Regions from separate parts of the Ovis aries genome. Here region 1 is linked to region 2. A link is a contact called in public Hi-C data. All regions are on one chromosome and are shown on one strand. The core of a region is the stretch at or near the end of the contact, and the rest is flanking DNA. Distances in the headings are between cores, read along the strand shown.

Region 1 (6,692 bases), core at 3,473-5,972, 94 kb after region 2:
GGGGCCCCAGGGGTGTGGTGGACGCAGGCACCCCCTTCCTTGGTGGAGGCGCCAGGACCTGAGCCTGGAGAGTTTCGCACAGGCCTCCGGCTCCCCTGGCGACTCTCCTCCCCCCATAGTGGGGTGCATGTCCTGTGGACCTGGAGGGGACGGCTTCCTCACCCACAGACACCCCCCAACCCTGGAGGCTCCGGCACCTTGACATGCGTGACGTAGGCGCCCTCAGGGGTGACGTCTCCTGAGCGGTTCAGCAGGTCCTGGCGTGGAATCCTGACCTTGTGGAACATGGCGAACCTGTGCGGGGACATGGCTTCTGGTTAAACGGGGGGGGCGGCCCCGGGGCTCACCTCCCCTTCCCGAAACCTGGTCAAATCAAAGCGGAGGTCAGCTCAGAAGGGGAGATAACCCCCTAGAGACAGGAAAACTCCGAGAGCAAACGCAGGAGAGAAGATAGTGGAGACGGGGCATCTCAGCACACCCTTCTGTCTGTAAGAGCGGCCTTCATTCCGTTTTTATTTTTTGCGGTTGTTGCTGTTGTTTGCTGCACTGCATGGCTTGAGGGATCTTACTTCCTGGACCAGGGGTTGAACCCACCAGGCCTTCAGCAGTGAGAACGCGGAGTCCTAACCACTGCACAGCCTGGCCTGCCCAGAGAAAGCTTAAACAGAAGACGTGGTGCAAGCAGGGGGTTCTGCGTGAAACAAATTGGTCGCCATCTGTTGGTAGTGATGGAGACCGCTGCCCCCCACTGTCCCCCAGGCTCAGGCCTCAGGGCTGCACACAGGCTCCTCCTAAGCCGGGAAGGGACGCCCTCGACGTGGCCGGACAAGCCCAGATGAGGTCCTTCAGCAGGAAACGAGGACCTTCTTCCTAAACATGAGGATCTCTGACTCTCACACTTGGACCCCGCACCAGAGTCTCCCACACGGGGCGGCAGAGCCAGCAAACTGGGCTTCAGACCTCACAAGTCAAGCAGGAGCACGAGCCGTCCCACTGGGGCTCCAGACGCAGAGGCCGGCTCCCCTGAGCAGCTGGAGAACACGCCTGCACACACATCCCCAGGGGTCACGCGCATGTGTCAGTAATGAAAGGTGTTTTCTGTGGTTGTCAGGAAGGAAAATCTAACTCGCAGTAGTTCAGGGGACAAGGCTGTACAAAGTACCGGGTGTGCAGAAACTGCCAAACAAAAACGCCAAACCGTCTATGTCAACAGTTGCTGGAGCACCCTGGGCTTCCCAGGTGGCGCTGCTGCTGCTGCTGCTGCTGCTGAGTCGCTTCAGTCGTGTCCGACTCTGTGCGACCTCATAGACGGCAGCCCACCAGGCTCCCCCGTCCCTGGGATTCTCCAGGTAAGAGTACTGGAGTGGGGTGCCATTGCCTTCTCCAAGGCATGGAAGTGGAAAGTGAACCCCATAGACGGCAGCCCACCAGGCTCCTCCATCCATGGGATTTTCCAGGTAAAGATACCGGAGTGGGTTGCCATTTCCTTCTCCAGGGGATCTTCCCGACCCCTGGGATCGAACCCAGGTCTTCCGCATTGCAGGCAGATTCTCTACCAGCTGAGCCACAAGGGAAGCCCAATACGGGACTCATAAAAGACACAGGTTTGGTCCCTGGGTCGGGAAGATCCCCTGGAGGAGGGCATGGCTACCCACTTCAGTATTCTTGCCTGGAGAATCCCATGGACAGAGGAGCCTGGCGCGCTGCGGTCCATGGGGTCACAAAGAGTTGGATGGGACTAAAGTGGACGCGACTTAAGGCACACAAGCATAGTGCCTTATCGGATTTCTAAGCATTTTCAGTGCCACGGGGAACCTCTCTTACTGAACCACAGGAAGCAGCTCTGTGAGGGAGAGCAGCGCCCTTCGGAGAAGGGGGATGGCTCCTCGCCCCGAGCCCACCCCCAGCCCCTCCCCAGATCCCCAGGACGTGCAGAGCACCCCACCACCGTCCAGAGCCAGCATGTTCCCCTCCACCTCTGACCCAGCGTCCTCACGGTCTGTGCCTCTTCTGATTTCCTCAATAGTCTCTGCCTTGGTCTCTCCAAATCCCACCTCATCACCGCCCCCCCACCCCCCGCCTCGCCGCCGTCCTGCACACTGGGGCAGAGGCCTCTGCAACCTTCAGCTCAGAACGGTCACGCCTGGCACGAGAACTCTGGATCCTGGAGACCAACAGAATCGAAACCCATAGGAGGATGCGGAAAGTCCCCGGACGGGACCACTGCCTGCTCCTCGTGGCTCCCCGCCGTGTTACATCTGCGTGCAACCTTCAAGCCATCCAGGCCCTCTCCAGACTGGCAGGTGGCTCCTCTGAGCACTGCCACCTCCTCTGAGGCCTGCCGTGCCTCCCCACCCCTCCCCGTGACGAGCACCGGGTGGTCCCACAGCACCCTGAGACGGTGGTCCCGTCCGGGTCGCTCGCTGTGCCATCCTGCCTCTCAGTGGGAGCTAAGCCATCCTGTTATAATGAGGGGCCACGTGCCGGAACCGAGCAATTAGGGCTGTGGATGAGCCAGCAGGAGTGAGACTTCGTCCCCTGGGAGCTGGTACAGTCTGCACGGACCCCCAAGTCCGGGGACGGCCGGGGGCTGACACAGCCAATGCCACTGGGGAGGAGTCGAGCCCCAGGGGTGGGGCATCTGGAGGCCCCTCACAGATGCCTCGGAATCGACTAGGATTCTGCACGTCAGGCCCCGAGGCCTCCACCAGCATCCAGGCGAGGGGTCTCCTTCCCATGTACAAAACACAGGCCGGGTCTGAGCGTCTGAAAGCGCTGGCCTGGAGGCGGCCACGCAGCAGGGGTCTGTGGGGCTCAGACCCCTGCGTTCTGAGAAGGCCTGGCCGCAGGGCCGACGCCCCCCCAAGCGGTCCAGCCCATGACTGGAAAGCCGCGGGATGCTCTTCCAAGTCCGCTGCTGTAGACACCGAGCGCCCTTTTTAAGGAGTGGAAAATCTTCCCCCGCCCCTGCCACACGGGGGACGGAACCAGGCTGAACGTATTTATACTTGGAAAAGTAGCCGCTTGGGGTTTAACCGAAATCAGAATTTCACGCATTCTTTTCTGAGTCAGACAGTCAGTGCCCACCAGCCTGCGGGCCAGAATCCCGGGTCTGTGGAGGACACGGGTGTGTGTGTGTACGCCTGCGTGCATTGTGGGGGCACCGGGTGTGACACGGGGGTGTGAACAGGCAGTGTGTCTGGCTCCCCGCCCTGCACCCCTTCCCTCCTGGGCCCCCCACGTCAGGTCCTAACAATTTCCTTGCTCCTTGAGGCCTCCCACCACCGCCATCCCAGCCTCACCTGGAACCAAAAATACCCAGCAGGTCTCAGCACATACCCGCGCGCTGCCCACCACCAGACGCTTCCCTGAGTGGCCACTGAGCAGGTGTGAGGATGCCTGCCACCCATCTTGAAGGTGAGGCTTAACGGCTCACCCGAGGGCTCCTTACTATCTTGCTTTCAGATTTATTTGACTAAAAGTAACCCACGTAATTTACACCTGCCTCTGATTTCTAGACGGGCTTGCCTCGTGGCTCAGCTGGTAAAGAATTCGCCTGCAATGCAGTAGACCCCGGTTTGATTCCTGGGTTGGGAAGATCCCCTGGTGAAGGGATAGGCTACCCACTCCAGTATTCTTGGGCTTCCCTGGTGGCTCAGCTGGTGAAGAAGCCGCCTGCATTTGAGTCAGTTGTAATGAGGTGGATGAAACTGGAGCCTGTTATACAGAGTGAACTAAGTCAGAAAGAAAAACACCAATACAGTATATTAACGCATACATATGGAATTTAGAAAGATGGTAATGATGACCCTACATGCGAGACAGCAAAAGAGACACAGATGTAAAGAACAGACTTTTGGACTCTGTGGGAGAAGGGGAGGGTGGGATGGTTTGAGAGAATAGCATTGAAACATGTATATTACCATATGTGAAACAGATCGCCAGTCCAAGTTCAATGCGTGAAACAGGGCACTCAAAGCCGGTGCACTGGGACGACCCAGAGGGATGGGATGGGGAGGAACGTGGGAGGGGGGTTCGGGCTGGGGGGCACATGTACACCCGTGGCTGATTCATGTCAGTGTGTGGCAAAAACCACAATATTGTAAAGTAATTAGCCTCCAATTAAAATAAATAATTAAAAAAAAAAAAAAAGAGTCCACGGGCAATGCGGGAGACCTGGGTTTGATCTCTGGGTTGGAGGATCCCTGGAGAATGGGAAGGCTACCCTCTCTAGTATTCTGGCCTGGAGAATCGCCATGAACTCTATAGTCCATGAGGTTGCAAAGAGTCAGACACGACTGAGCAACTTTCACTTCGCTGATTTCTAGACAGCCTTCCTGCAGACTCACGCACTCCTGTGATCTACCTACAAACTGTTACTGTTTTTTTTTTTTTTAAAAAAAAAACAAGAGGTCTCTGGACAGAAAGTCACTCCATCACAACACTGCCCTGCAAGCATCCGGCAAGTGGGGGAAGCAGGGACTCAGATCCATCCCGGGCGCCCTCTGCTGGGCACGTGCCCCGCGGCCAGCAGGGACAGTGGTATGTTCAGCGAGGCAGGCCCCTGGCCCCTATCCCAGCCCCAGCCTGGGGCAGGGGGCCTCGGGGCCCCAGGCGCTACAGGACCTTCAAAGACGCAGGGACCCAGTGAGGCTGCTTCAGGTCCCATCTGCCGAGCTTCCCCTCGGAACGGTGCCTCTGGTCTCGGGGAGCCACTCTGGGCCTGGCTTCAGGGTGGTCACCATGCTGCCCCCTGGCGGTTCCCAGGCTGGCACGGCTGAGACTTTTAAGAGCTGCGCTCCTCCCACATGACACATTTACTTGGAGGAGGGCCTTAGTGGTCCAGAGGGAAGGCTTCTGCCTGCAGTGTGGGATGCCAGGGTTCAGTCACAGGTTTGGTCCCTGGGTCGGGAAGATGCCCTGGAGGAGGGCATGGCTACCCACTTCAGTATTCTTGCCTGGAGAATCCCATGGACAGAGGAGCCTGGTGGGCTGCAGTCCATGGGGTCACAAAGAGTCGGACATGACTGAGCAACTACACTTTCACTTTTTTTTTTGCTATGTCGGTGTGACTGTGTCTCCTGGGCGGGGGGCGGGGGGTCGGTGCGAGAAGGCTGTTGAAGACACAGTACTCAGTCTTTAAAACAGGAGATGACTTGGGGGGGTGGTGGGAACCAAGTGCAGAGATTTTCACTGATGTCCCAAAACAAGGTTAAAGGTTCTAACTTGTAAAAACCAAAACATATGGGGACTGGGAGCCTGTGAGCCCGCCTGATAACATCCACAGACCGCAGTGACCCGGTAGCACTTGTTCACGGCTGGAGGGTCACCTCCCGCCGCCAGGCTGCACGTGGACTCACAGACCAGGCAGACACAGCCACCACACACAAGCTTTCTGGGCCCCATGCTAGGGCACAGATCTAAAAAGGCAACAGGGCCTTCCAGCCCCACCGCTCTCGTGGGCCCCGAGATGCCGCCGACTGCCCAGAGGACCAGGGGCCCATGCACCTGCACCAAGCCGCGATGGACGGAGCTACGCCCCCTCCCCACCAGGTAATTAACAGGTCTTCTCACAGGCCAGCAAGAGGGGCGCTCAGAGCTCTTGACGGTAATTAGTTAGGAGGCTTGTGCGTGCACAGGCCTGGTTTTGCTTTTTAACGACGTCCTGCTGTCTTCTCCTCTAGCTAGAGTAAACAGATCGATGGCTCTCCCCTTCTTGGGCACAGGCTGGAGCCTCACCTGTTCCGAGGGTCCGAGCAGAGATTTGAGACTCTCTCCAGGTCACCAGCTCCCCACCTTACGGGGAGGGACGGCAGGAAGGACCCTCAGAGTGCTGGGAGGCCAACCGCCTGCTCCAGCTTCTGTCTCGGAGAAGACCCGCTTCGGATTTATATTCAAAACGACCAGAGTCAGCGTAACCAGAGGGTTCCAACTACGGCCGGGCATGCGTCTCTGTTTTCTGGCTCCCTGCGAAGCGGTAGGTACACAGACCTTCCTAAGATGCAGCGTGAGATACAGGACTAAGGAACCTCCCAGCTCTGCTTTCCTACATAGCAAGTATCTTAGGAGAACAGAAGGGATGCAAAGCATCTCAGCCAGAATTGCTGGGAGACAGCAGGTGAGTCCTGCCTGAACGCTCAGGTGAGGGGGCACCGACGGGTGGCACACAGCTGGGAAGACACGCCCAGGCCCCAGGCAGGGCTACGTGAGGCGCCCAGCACGAGGACATCATGGATGAGCAGGCAGGCGAGGGGACAGGCCGGGAAAGCTGCTGAAGGTCAGACCAAGAGGCAGGGGTGGGCCCGGGATCTGAACCCAAATCGTCTCACTCCCAAATCTGTGCCCTGAATGAGCCAGAGAATCCCTCCTGGAGGCTGCAAGGCCCCTCCTGACATGGCTGTCCTGCCCACCTGGCCCCTCCAGCTCCCCAAGCCCGGGTCTCATCTCAGACCACACTGCCCCCACTACCCAGCACCCAGCTTCACCCACAGAATGGCATGGGCGCAGGCTGGGTGCCTGAGCTCCAGTCCAGGGGAGCACATCGGGGTCTCGGGCTGAGAGCTGGAGTGGCCACCTGCCAGGGACAAGTTCACTACTCAGCACGCAGGGCCACTTAACAGCTCCTGAGGCTGGGCTTGGAACCAGCGGAACCCGGCCCTTCCCAACACAGTCCCGCATGCGGAGGTGCAGCA
Region 2 (6,127 bases), core at 328-2,827:
CTGCGACCGGGGGGCCTGCCCTTTCTAGGCAAAAACTAAGGCGACCCCAGGGGCCTGCACCCCAGTTTCAGATGGGAGAAGGAAAGCGAGGGATGGGTCCTTTCACTTAAGGCTTCAGTTTCCCCACTGTTGTTGAGTCGCTCAGTCGTGTCCGACTCTTTGTGGCCTCATGGCCTGTAGCCACCAGGCTCCTCTGCCCACGGGATTCTCCAGGCAAGAATACTGGAGCGAGTTGCCATTTCCTCCTCTAGGGGGTCTCCCCGATGCAGGGATCAAACCCGCATCTCTTGAGTCTGCTGCGTTGGCAGGTGGGCTCTTTACCACATACTTTAACAACTGTGTTCATGACAGCATGGCTCCCCCCCCCCCAGTAATGCTGTGCAGCTTGTTTGATGCATGTAAAGCCATCATTCTGAGCAGGGCTCTCTAGACCTCAGCAGGCGGCCGCAGGGCCTTGCAAAGAAGGTGCGGACCCCCAGCTCCAGGGTCTTCAGCCGAAGGCTTTCTCCGCCTGACAGGTCGCCCCTCTGACCTGGCTTTGCTTCCGAGCCTTCACCCAGGGGGGAATTAGCTCCCTGCTTGACACCAGCAACCCACAGGCCCACTACAGCATCCAGATCCTACACCCTCTTGAAGCTCACCTCCAAAGAGGGTTCTGTCCTCTGTCTCCTTGGACCACACCCGCCCACAGCCCTCGTCACACTGCAGGCAGTCCGGTCACCAGGCTCTGGGCCCTCGGGGCAGGGCCCCCAGCCTGGAGCGTCTTTTCTGAGAACGTGTGCCGAATAATCCGCCCCCTGTGGGCTGATTGCATGCCATGCCCCAACGCAGGAGACGCCCCATATACGGCACAGCCCTACGCCTTCCCCTTTCCCAGAGGGGAAACTGAGGCACAGGGCTGTCAGGAGACCCCGCCAGGGTTCCAGGGCACCGAGAGCTCGGGCGGAACCAGACAGACCTTGTGCGGAGCCCGAGGAAGCAACTCCTCCGAGCTCTAAGGACCGCGCGGTCGGTGGGGTGGAGGTGCTTCCTGGAGGTCTGTCCCCAGCATCTCCCCAGGGGGGGCGATGTCCACCTCGACGGCCGGTGGGCCGGGGGCCAGGCCTGTGAGTCCTGAGGGCACCCAGGCCCAGGAGGCCCGCGGTGGGGGTGGGGGCGCTGGGCCGCAGGGCAGGGAGAGGAGACGGGCTGGGGAGGAGGGGCCGGGACTAACGGTCTGGCCTTGCCCATTCTTTGAAGGGGGGGACCCGGAGGAGTAGCTGAGGTCACTGGAACTGGGACACGAACCGGGCCGGGTCAGAGATTCCCGGGATGGTGCCCGCGGCCTGCACGCGGTGGCTCCTCCCCTACAAGGCCCCTGACACGCCGGGCGGGCCGCTGCATAACTATCACCCGGTTCCCCAGACCAGGCAGGCCCAGCTTTTGGCCGCGGGTGGGTCCAGGCCCCGGAAGGCCGGCGCGGGGGTGGAGGGGGGCGGCGGTTGGGCTGGGGCGGAGCTGGCGAGGGGCCGGGCCACCCCCTTTCTGCGAGGGCGGGCGGCCGGCGCCTTAAAACGCGGCAGGGCCGGCCGCCCCGCAGACCGTCGGCCCGGCCGGCACGGGGCGCCTCTCCAGTCCCTCGCCGCCGCGTTCCCCGCGCCCCGGGCATGTCCCTGCGGTCCCGGGGCCCGCCCGCCTGAGCCCGAGCCGCCGGCGCAGGTGGCCGCGTTCCCTCCGTCGGCGCCCGGAGCCGCGGCCTCGGTGCGCGCCCCCTCCCCGGGCCGGTCTCCCGCGCTGCAGCCCGCCGCCGGCCGGTCCGCCATGCAGGCGCGGGCGCTGCTCCTGGCCGCGCTGGCCGCCCTGGCGTTGGCCCGGGAGCCCCCAGCCGCGTCGTGCCCCGCGCGCTGCGACGTGTCGCGGTGCCCGAGCCCCCGTTGCCCTGGCGGCTACGTGCCGGACCTCTGCAACTGCTGCCTGGTGTGCGCCGCCACCGAGGGCGAGCCGTGCGGCCGCGCCGTCGACTCGCCGTGCGGGGAGAGCTTGGAGTGCGTGCGCGGGCTGTGTCGCTGCCGCTGGGCGCACGCTGTGTGTGGCACCGACGGGCACACCTACGCCAACGTGTGCGCGCTGCAGGCGGCCAGCCGCCGCGCGCTGCAGCTCTCTGGGACGCCCGTGCGCCAGCTGCAGAAGGGCGCCTGCCCATCGGGTAAGCGCTCGGCCGGGGAGGGAGCGCCAGCATCGCTGGCGGGGTTGGGGGGGGTGGGGATGAAGAAGCGTCTCCTGGGAAACGGGGCCCAGAGCCAGGGCGGAGCGCTCCCCAGGGAACAAGTGACGATTTCTTTTAGAGATCTCTAACCAGGCTTCCGGTTTTCAGGTCGGGGAACCAAGACGGGGAAAGGTAAAATGCTGTCCCCAAGGTCGCAGAAGTAGCCCACCGGTGGTGAGACCAAGGGCTCTGACCACCTCAGTGGGCCTGGTCCGCCCAGCATTTCTCCAGCCTCATTAAAATGTACCCACCTTGTGTCTCGTTTCCCCTGGTCCCCACATCCCTGCCCTGCCTGGGAGTTGGATGCAAAGCACTCTTTCCTGGCCTTCCATGTCTGGGTATCCGTACGACAGACAGCAGTTGAGCCACATAGGGTGTTTTCTTTTTCTTTTTCTTTTTTTGTACTGCATTTAAAATACGTCTCTGGAAGGTCGTTTAGGAATGGTGAGCCAGTGTGTGGCGTCTCTGGACTGTGTGAGGGGGCTCTGTGTGGACAGGCCGTGGGGTAAGAAATCTCTCAGTCCCATCAAAGCTTGGAGCATGCGTGCGTGCGTGCGTGCTAAGTCGCTCAGTCGTGCCTTTGTGACCTCATGGACTGTAGCCCACCAGGCTCCTCTGTCCATGGGATTCTCCAGGCAAGAATTCTGGAGTGGGTTGCCATGCCCTCCTCTAGGGGGTCTTCCCCACCCAGGGATGGAAGCCACATCTCTCGTCTCTTGCCTTGGCAGACCAGCTCTTTACCGTTGAGCCGCAGGAGAAGCCCAACCTTAGAGTAGACCCCCTAACCTGGGGTTGGCTCCAGGTGGCTTCTTGCCACACAGGCTGACCCTGTGAAAGAAAATGCTAGAAAACCCTGCTGTGCCCATGTTTGTCTGGGGCATCTCTTGGGAAGGCAGGCTCCCGCGTTGGTTCTTAGGCGCTCTGAGCACAGCACCCTGCGCTGAGTTCACAGCAACCAAGAGGAATCAGGCTCCGAGTGTGCCCTCAGCCCATAGCTGGGGAGATGCTGACCCCCAGGACGGGCTCCACCGTGGGGCACAAGGCCACCTGGGAGCCAGGGAGCCTGGAAGGGCTGAAGGGCCAGCTCTTCTGGGAAGAGACGGCAGTGTGAATCGCCACATGGAGACCTTAGCGTGTGTGGTGAGCCAGGTCAGGGAGAACACACAGCCCAGAGCAGGGGTGCATGTGCGTGTGTGTGTGCGTGTGCGTGTATGTGTGCACGTGTGTGCATGTGTGTGCATGTGTGTGACACCCAAGGCTGGACAGCTTGTCAGGGACAGGACCATGCGTGTCCCATAAACACTGTGCCTTAGATTTCACCCTGTAGGCCAGGCTCCCCAGATCGGGTCTGGGATTCTGAAAACAAGTGTCCTGGGGCCCAAACGTTCTAGAAAGTAAACTCCAGCCCTGCAGTGGGGAGTCACATTCAGCTTGAGTCTTTCAGAGCTCCCTGCAACACGGTAAAAAAAAAAAAATGATAAACACCCAGGGTTTCCCAAGAGAACTCCAGCAAAAAGCTCCTTCCTGGGAGAACGCACGGGGCCTCCCCCTGGCACGCCGGGGTTCCAGGGAGCCTGGTTTGGGAAGCATTATGTGGGATTAGCCATGATGATATGGGACAGCCTTTGAAGGGTTTTAAGAGAAGTGAGTGTGATGTGGTCAGGCTTGTGCTTGGATTGTGCCTGGGAGACTGGGGGTGTGGGGCCACTCAATGTCACGGGGGTGGAAAAGTTATCATTTACTTCGTGCCCACTTCACCCTCTGCCTTGGGGCTCAGAGCCAGCAGGCCCATCTCAGGCCATGCTGGCAGGTCAGATAGGCAGAGGGCTCAGGGTGGGCTCCCCAAAGCCAACTCTCCCAAGTAGTGGATGCTCTTAGAGTCAGGCTCCAGGGCGCCAAGGGCTGGAGTGGGTTGGAGGTGGTCTAGGCATTTCGAAGCCTTTATTTTCTTTAATAACTATTAAATGTTGTATTCTTTTTTAAAATGTTCATTTACCTGGCTGCGCCGGGGCTTAGTTGAGGCCCAGGGGATCTTTAGTTGTGGTTGGTGAACTCTTAGTTGTAGCAAGTGGGACCTAGCTCCCTGGCCAGGGGTTGAACCTTGGGCCCCCTGCATTGGGAGCACAGAGTCTTAGTCCCTGGACCACCAGGGGCGTCATGAAACCTTTCTTCTTGGCCGATGGAGTCCCAGCTTGCGAAGCCCCTGCTCTGCGTGTCCTGCTCACCGTGGGCTGGCAACAAGGCCCCTGCAATGAGGCAGAGCCCGGCTGGGCCCTGGAGAAACGGATGGAGGGAGATACTGGAGGCTGAGCAGAGAACGGTACCGTGGCGGCCACAGGGAGCCGCAGAGGGCTCAGGGGTGGAGTGGGAGGCCCGCAGCTGGGGCTGGCCCTGCCCCTCCTCCGAACGCGGTGCTGCCCACGAGGCCCTGCTCCTCAGTTTCCTCACCTGTTAAGTGGGACGAATGCTCAGTTTTGGTGAATTGGTGCAGAGAGTAATGAGCTACGGCACGCAGACACGTGCCTTCAACCAGCGGTCACCAGACGGCCGGTTACTTTCTGTGTCATGATCGCGCTTCTGAAGCCTCCCACCACCCTTTCCATCACCTGACGAGGCCTGGGAGGCTCCCCAGAGGCGGAGCTCCAGTGCTGAGCGGTGGGAGGTGACCTGGGCTCTCTGGACAGGTGATGGGGAGGATGCAGGGAGCTGGGAGCCGGGCAGAGGCAGAGGGACCAGCCGCACCGGGTGGGCGTGCAGACCACAAGCCCTGTCTTCAGAGCCCCCCGGGGCAGGGGGCGCCCAGAGGGTCTGCGGCCACGGCGGCCTCGGTGGGCGGGGCCAGATGGGCCCAGCCTCCCATGGGTACCTTGCACACCACGGTTCGCGGCCCGCCCCTGCTCCCGGCGCCCGGGCACAGGGACCTCAGACACCCGGCTTCCCGCAAGGCAGCAGGGGCAGAGTCCAGCCCCTGTGGACTGGCGCCATCTCACTTGGCGAATCCGTTCCTTACTCATGCACCCGAGATGTGCTCACGGAGGCAGGGAAGGGCCAAGTGATGGGGCTGAGGTCACTCGGCTGGGAAATGACAGAGGCAGGCCTGGCCCGGGTCCGGCTGACACTCTTCTTCAGGCAGGGCGGCGGGCCCCCAAGGCCTGGGGTCAGGATCAGGCCTGGGTCTCCAGCGCCAATAGGCTCAACCTCTATAGAGCATCCCTGGTGGCGATACTCGCTCCCCGACCCCGGGCCTTCCCAGGGCCTGGTCAGAAATCACTGGGTGATGTCCACGTGTAGCGGCAGGTAAGGGGCTACTATCTTCAACATATCCCCCTGGACGTGAGTCCTGCTGGCTCCACCCTCACTTGCCTTCGGATGCACCCAGGGTCCTGTCTCCAGCCCCCTCCTTCCCTGAGCCGAAGTCCTGTGTCCTGGTCCGACAGGACCACCCCTGGGGAGTTTAGGTCAGAAGGCTCCATCACGCTTTGACCCCTTACTTCCCCTCGTTCCTCACTCCCTGTCTACAGGAGGGTCCTCAGCTCGACCTTGAGATGTTCCCCCCAGGGTCCCTCCAGCCACGCTGGCCTCCGCGGACCTTTTCCACCTCCCTCATCCTCCCTTCGGTCACTTCTTCACACGGCGGCCAGGGTGACCGTGATAAATCCGTGCTGCCCATCACGGGTGGGACCCCTGCAGCCGTTCCCCAGCACCTACCCTGAGCCTCAACCCCCTGTGCCGTCTGGCCCTGCCCACCCCTCCAACACCCTCTCCTCCCCTGCTGCAGCCACACTGGTCTCCTTTCCGCCTCGGGGTCGTTGCAAGTACAGTGTCTGCTGCACCCAATTCCCATTCCTTCACCTTCGTAGGACCGAGTCCTCAACTTGCCTT

What was found. A called contact is a pair of places that touch in the nucleus more often than the background predicts.
Region 1: a Hi-C map of hypothalamus shows a contact between it and region 2, with 3 times the contacts expected there. The contact joins the enhancer-like site here to the promoter of HTRA3 in region 2. A contact is called at or near these places in 6 of 16 Hi-C or Micro-C datasets (hypothalamus, liver, muscle and 2 more).

What each region holds. Positions count from the first base shown.
Region 1 is chr6:115,390,674-115,397,365 of ARS-UI_Ramb_v3.0, forward strand. ACOX3 (acyl-CoA oxidase 3, pristanoyl) reads right to left here. Exons shown (of 19, transcript XM_027971266.3): 8 at 198-294. Among named protein-coding and RNA genes, the nearest start is that of ACOX3, 22 kb to the right of the region's middle. Within about 2 kb of position 4,723, at least 14 of the 54 cell types and tissues checked have an H3K27ac peak or open chromatin away from gene starts, as enhancers often do. A contact at or near this core is called in hypothalamus and liver, where this site is marked.
Region 2 is chr6:115,299,371-115,305,497 of ARS-UI_Ramb_v3.0, forward strand. HTRA3 (HtrA serine peptidase 3) reads left to right here and starts at 1,578. Exons shown (of 9, transcript XM_027971265.2): 1 at 1,578-2,185. The coding sequence starts at 1,801.